2 separate regions of the Gossypium hirsutum genome follow, and region 1 is linked to region 2. Evidence: chromatin contacts called from public Hi-C data. All regions are on one chromosome and are shown on one strand. Each heading gives the region's core, a stretch centred on a gene start, on an enhancer-like site or on the middle of the called end of the contact. The rest is flanking DNA. Distances are from core to core; before and after follow the strand shown. Region 1 holds the start of LOC107935189 (RING-H2 finger protein ATL29). Region 2 holds the start of LOC107896544 (tobamovirus multiplication protein 2B).

What was found. A called contact is a pair of places that touch in the nucleus more often than the background predicts.
Region 1: a Hi-C map of leaf shows a contact between it and region 2, with 2.7 times the contacts expected there. The contact joins the promoter of LOC107935189 here to the promoter of LOC107896544 in region 2. A contact is called at or near these places in 3 of 34 Hi-C or Micro-C datasets (all in leaf).

The regions. Positions count from the first base shown.
Region 1 is chrA09:80,482,758-80,486,299 of Gossypium_hirsutum_v2.1, forward strand. LOC107935189 (RING-H2 finger protein ATL29) reads right to left here and starts at 1,929. Exons shown (of 1, transcript XM_016867756.2): 1 at 1,045-1,929. The coding sequence starts at 1,929. The coding sequence ends at 1,045. LOC107935177 (transcription factor bHLH71) reads right to left here and starts at 251. Exons shown (of 3, transcript XM_016867741.2): 1 at 1-251. It also overlaps the pseudogene LOC107935209.
Region 2 is chrA09:80,156,325-80,159,501 of Gossypium_hirsutum_v2.1, forward strand. It overlaps LOC107896544 (tobamovirus multiplication protein 2B), which reads right to left and starts at 1,416. Exons shown (of 4, transcript XM_041077072.1): 1 at 1,115-1,416; 2 at 116-180. The coding sequence starts at 1,264.

The sequences.
Region 1 (3,542 bases), core at 679-3,178, 330 kb after region 2:
TGAAGTTAGCAGCTAAGGTCTGGGGTAATAATGTATTAGAGAGAAAAATATATGGTGCATGCACGTGAGAGGGGCAGTATAGGAGAAAGAAAGGATAAGTTCTCTTTTGTGTGCCAGCAAGAAAGTGAAGGAAAATGAAAGAAGCTCTTCACTCAGCCTTGTTTTGGGGTTTGTCAACATTGCAGGCACAGTGACTGCAATGGAGAGAGTGGAGGTGGGGGAGAGGGGGGGGACCCAAATCTATATAGGGATATGCATACAAACAATACAACAAGCTGTGGGTTAAAGCTACTGTGCACATTCAAATCTATGTTGTATTTGGCAGGGAAAAAAAAAAGACTGGCTCACGGGCCCTAGATTCTCGTACACTACTGTTTTACAAGGAAAGCTTAACATGTGCTTGACAACCCATTCTCTGCAGCATATACAATTGGAAGATCATCATTTGACTTGCCAATGATCATACAAATAAAGGAACATATGTGAGAATCAGTGGAGTAGACTTTTAATTAACAGCTTAGGCTTAGGTTCAAAAAAACCAAGAGCCATTAGAGTTCTTTTGAGCACTTTCATGATCACTGTAATTAGATGAAATGGCCATAAAAGAGAGAAACACAAGAGACAAAGAAACACAGGGAAGGGAGCTGTCGCCTTATCTGGTGAAGAAGACTGATGGTCCGATTTGTCAGCCATATTGCAGGCTAATCCATGTGACTCTTTGGTGATGGTATGTATAGTTACAATGATGTCTGCAATGCTTAGTGAAACGTTTAACTGGAATGTAATAAAATCCTTTCACGATATAATTGGCTTTCCTCTCAACTATTGTTCTTAAGTTCAAATATTTACACACCTCTGAAACTACAAAACTACATATACCATACCCATCCACATATAATCTAGTGATAAAAAAATTAGATAGATGAAAGTTCACAATGAATTCGTTTATTTTTTTTTCCCCTGAGTTTATTGAAATAGGAAGGCATGAGTTCAAATTCTATTTAGAATATCCTAAGATAATTGAAGAAAGGAGCCTACATCAACTTATACTTTATCTAAGTCACCTTGAAGTGACTCTGATGTTTCACCTGAAGCTGCATTTTTGGAATTCAAGGGGCTTGTAAAATCTCTAAATGATATACAACTTATTGCAGCTTTATGTCCCCTTAAAATTTTTATTTTGACATGGTCAAGCAATCTTAGAGTATATTTATCATCTTCTTCTCTAGTTCTAAATATGGAGTGGCCTGTGGAATTTGACCTAAAAAATCTTTCCACTCCTTCACGTTTCTTGTGATGTTCTTTTGTGGTTGAAGAGCTTTGAGCTTCATCAGCTTTCTCCTTGTTATCTTCTTTAATCTCAATGCAAACAGCATTTTGTAGAGGACTTTGATTTGCCCCAATTTCATGCATGGAATTACTCTGAAGCAGTACAGGAGATTTCTCTAACGATTTCCTAGGCACGTCTAGCTCGCCACGACAAACCGGGCATGTTTTATTCGATTCAAGCCAAAGATCAACACATTCTTTATGGAAAACATGGAAACAAATCGTCAAAAGTCGAAGCATATCGTCATCTACGAACTCCCCCAAACAAATAGCACATTCTAGGCCGTACTTTTCGCGACGAAACTCTTTGACGGTCGAATAATAGAACGTCGGGAAAGCTTGTACTAGTTCAGGATCAAGACCATTGCTTTTATTTGCTGTATCTTCTGGGGCAGCAGCAACCACAACATCTGCAGCAGTGTTAGCCTCAATGTTCCTATTACTTGCAATATATTCAAGGAGACACTTTAAAAAGTGTACTGTGAAGAAACCAAATAAGAATGAAAGGAGGAAAATTACTGTTATGATTACAGGCACCGGGGGATTGTAGGCTGATGATGTTGAGGGTGGATGAGCAACATTAGAAGAATATGTTGACATTGAATAAAAATGGTAGCATATACCATTGGCTAGACTGTGTTAACTTTTCTTTTCTAGGAGATGAGATCAGTAATCCTTTTTTTTTTTTTTTTCAATTTTTCTTTGTTATAGGAGTATGAACAAGCGATTGGTAACCTTAATTTGGAAAGGTGATGCTTGGCAAATGGTAAAAATGCGGGGTTATTGAACGAGTCCTTACGAGAAGGATTTGGATCTTATGGCTGAATCCTGTTATATTTGCCCTTAATTTCCTCTGATGACTACGATATGTTGGAACTATAAATATGGTGAGTCTTGGATATAGACCATCTAAAAGCTTAAAATTTGTGACACATGCTTAATTCTAGCCATTTCTTTTGAAAGCCATATCTTGCCTTCGACAATTATTTAGTAACAACCCTTGTGTCCTAATAAATTCTTGTTTCTTAAGGTGAATTACCTCAATTAACATATTGAGTAAATTTTAGCATTGTGAACCTTGTTCTCCGTGGTAAATTTGTACAAACATTTGACAAGATGTCCATTGATAATGATAAGCTTCTAAAAATGGATATACAATCTGTACAGACACTGAAGAGTAGTATTATTACTGACAATGAATTTTAGAAATTGAAACAGATAACAACTTCTCCCCAACTTTTCTTATATCCGTCTTCCTATACAGACTTAACCTGGGAATGGTTAAAGCAAATAATACAATGCATGGCAAAGAATTTGATGATTGGCACAGTAACACCTTATCCGATCAGCATGTTTGGTATTGGATGCGGATTCCGTTTAACCCGAGAAGCAGCAGCAGCACATTGCATTTATTTGATGCTAGCCTATACACAAGCTCAGGTGCTAGGATGCTATAATTTGGGCTTGCTCATTAGCGTAGGCGTGACAGAGACAACCCCTATAAGGAAAAGAGTGGCAATTGAGTTGAAGTTGTAAAGATCCCCCACCGATTGCAATTCTCCGAGAGCTATTCCTGCCTGCATGCAGAAGAAACATGCAACCACAAGTTATTTAAGTATCAAGATTGTATTCAAGGGATGTGCTCTGCCATGTCAGTCTAACAGCTTAACATGCAAATTTCACATGGAAGTCCAAAGTAAAATACCCTGACAGTTAAGAAAGCAGCAGGAATAAGTCCAATGAAAGTTGCCATGAAGAAAATATGGTAAGGCACATCGACAATAGGCGAAGCAACATTAATGAATGTGTTCGGCAAAGTTGGAGTAAGCCTCAAAAAAAGCATATAGTTCAACAGGCTTTCTCTTCTTTGAGCCACCTGCAAGCACGAAAAGCCGATAAAGCTTATTATACTTTTTAGCTCGATGTAAGAAAAAGACAACTTACTGAACAAGGAGTTGAAATCACCTGAGCTTGGAAGAAGCTCAGCTTGTCAGGCCAAAGGGAAATGACAAGGGGGCGTCCAACTAATTTCGACAGGAAATAGCATGAAGAAGCTCCGGCAGTGGCGGTGATCACAACAAGAGCTACACCTTTCAAGACTCCAAACAATGCTCCAGCGAGCAATGACATGAAAACAGTTCCCGGAATCATGAAAGTTTGCATGAAAATGTAGACTGCACAATACCCCACCAAGACTTGTAGGGTGTAGTCAC
Region 2 (3,177 bases), core at 166-2,665:
CAACTTAACAACTTTCTTGCAAGTAATACTGGCTCACTGAATGATGCCGAAAACTACATGCCATGCTCAAACAGACTATAACTGACGGTACACCCTTGATGCACAAGATTTCAACCTTTGTAATCCATTATCAATATGAGCATCAAGTGATGAAATAGCCCTAGGCATCAGCTCTAACATCTGCATTCAATGAAACAGAGAAGACAGATCAAATTACAAAAGTTTGCAATTGATACTGTGTGTAGGTATATTTATTATAGCTTGGAAGTGTCATATACCTGCCCTGTATTTTTTATTGTAGGAGTTTTGGCCAACAGATTTTTAGGAAGTTTCATCAATTGGGTCTGTAGATACAAAGTAATCAAAGATATCACGGTGAAAAAAAAATTGAAAGATGGATTCAAGTGGCACAGGCACATCAAAAACCACGTAAAAGAAAGTTATCTTTCTCTAGGCAAGAGTTTCAGGAGCTCTTAACTGAGTTTGCAACGTTGGAAGACCTATATGATAAAATATGGATAGGATTGTATGAAGGCAGATTCTTCAAGGAGTCTGTCAGATTACTGTAATTTACGATTTTGCTCCCTGCCTGTGGTTAAACTAAAAATACTATTCTAAATTATACCTCAAACGAGAGCTAGACCTGAAAACTGGTCAAATTTTAAGAAAAAGAAATAGTATGAATCAAACATAACAACATTTGTAGATTATGCCTATTGTCCACATCAATGAACCTATATATATATATGCTAATGATACAAAAGAAGCTGTTTTTCTTTTGAGCAAAACTAAGGCCAAAATTTAAAAAAAAAAAAATCAAATGATGATCAGCTTTTGTCTGCTAACATTAACCCATAAAAGTTATCATTCTCTCAGTATCAATCTAACAAAACCCAACCCAAAAATTCAGTACTTTCATCTCCAGCTAAGAATCTAAGGCACCCCATACTTAAGATCAAACTATGACATCCAAAGGGGGAAAAGAAAGAGGTAATTTTTCTTTGTCTTTGGGCAAAGAGAATTGATTAAGATATTAAAATTCACAATCAGAAACAGGAAATTAAATGGTTTGTTAGATAGCTTATGCCAGTATTAAATAAGAAAAAGAAAATACCCGAGAAGGAGAAGACTGTTGCATGAGATGAAGGAGATTAGAGGTGGACAGTACGGCCTGGGAAATCTGTTCATTCACTGTTGATTTTGCTGTTCCTTCTCTGCTATTCGTCCCCGTCACGGTTCGACCTCCCCTTCCAGCTGTTGCCATTTTCTTCAACAAACCAGAAACCTCACAACAAAGCCTAAAGAAAACAAAAAAAATATGTACTCCAATTACTTCTGTTGTTAGGAGATAAAGCCCAATACGAGTCTCTGAGCCCACTCTAGCCTTGGAGCTTTTCCATTTTTGAAGAAGCAAATACCCATTTTCAGCCCAGGAACAAGGAGATTATTTACGTTACAAATGTTATCTTCGTCTTTGCTTTGATTATATAAGATTCATACCCTGAAAACAGTTTCTTCGTGGTGAAAATTCTATCTTTTTTTTCTTTTCTTACAGGTTACTTTATTAATGGCATTTAAATGACCAACATTCTCTCTTACGTTAACCTGCAATAAATACACAATCCCTTTAACTTGTCTAATTTTGTAACATATACCACCATTACTGAAAGCTCCTTCAACAATTTTAACAACTAGTATAAATTTCCAGCATAAAACCCATGCAACAAAACAAATCTATCCTTTGTTCCAATAAACCTGAATGGGTTATTTTAAACAGCAGCAGCAGCAGCAGCAGCAGACCCTTTTGCTTATCCTAGCATTGGCATTTGCCATAGCTATCACACCAGCTTTGTCGGTTGTCGGATGGGATGAAAGACACATGCCAGACCCAAGGGTGTGTTGGGCACAAATCAACAAAGCAAATGGATGCGAGCATGAAATCTATGCGTCCTTGGTTAAAAAGAAGATAAAGCTCAGCTATGGATGCTGTGAAGCGGTTCAGGGTATGTCGAGCAAGTGCAAGAATTGGATGTTTAATCATGGAAGGTTCAGCCCTGAGTTTGGTGATCAAATTAAAGGGTATTGTGCTACTTTGGGCGTCACTCTTCCACCCAGTTATCGAATTTATTACCCTGACAAAACTCCCCCTGGTCATATTGGCTATGGAGGTTAAAGGATTTTTGAGTAATTGTTTAAGAGCTGAAAAATATAACCAATCTTGTTTAACAAGGAAGAAGAAGGGTTTATTTTTAGGAAGCAGAGATGAATAAATTCACCTTTATATAAAAGGGTGACACGTTAAAATTTAAATACTAGTATAATAATTTCGTGATTCTTTTTGTTAGTTCATTAAATTTGGTGAATTGAAGATGATGAAATATTCGAGTGTAGATGATATATTTTATAATTTTATTTTTATTTTATATTTTAGAAAAGTAAAAAATGCATTATTATATATTAATTTTAATATAAACTACATTATCTAAAGTTGACCTGTATAAGGTTCAGGCTATCTTTTAGGCTCGAAAGTACGCCCAAAATTTAAGAAGATTTGAATAAAAATATTATATCCGAAAAATAAGTTTGGATAAAAAAATTAAACACATTTAAAATATAAAACTAGACTTGAATTTGAACAATTAAAGTCTAAACTTAGCTCAATTCATTTTTAAATTTATAATACTTTATATTATATAATTTAGAACACATTAAAAAAATAAATTTATGCTAAATGTATAATACTACTCTACTATAAACATTAAAATAAAGTTGACCATATAAAAAATTTAATAAAATAAAAATATATAAAATTATTAAATATTAAAATAATATAATATAAATAATTTTTTAATAAATAGATGAAAGTAAAATAAGTTTAAGTTAATTTTTTATAAATAATTTAGCTCGACTTAGATTTCTATTACAAAATAAGCAAGTTAATACCTATACTATAAAAAATATAAAATTATTTTTTATCTTTATTTTAAGGAAAAAATTATTTTCTATCTTTAACGAAGAAAAAAACTAAATTTCAATTATGTTTTTTTAACGAAGAGGTAAAATTTCTAGAAAGTGGAAACGTGAATGGAGATGCAAAGAAGATTAAATTGTATTATAATAATTTAATTATTTATTAATCAGGTGGGGGACAAAAGTGTAATTTCCTTTAAAACAGAG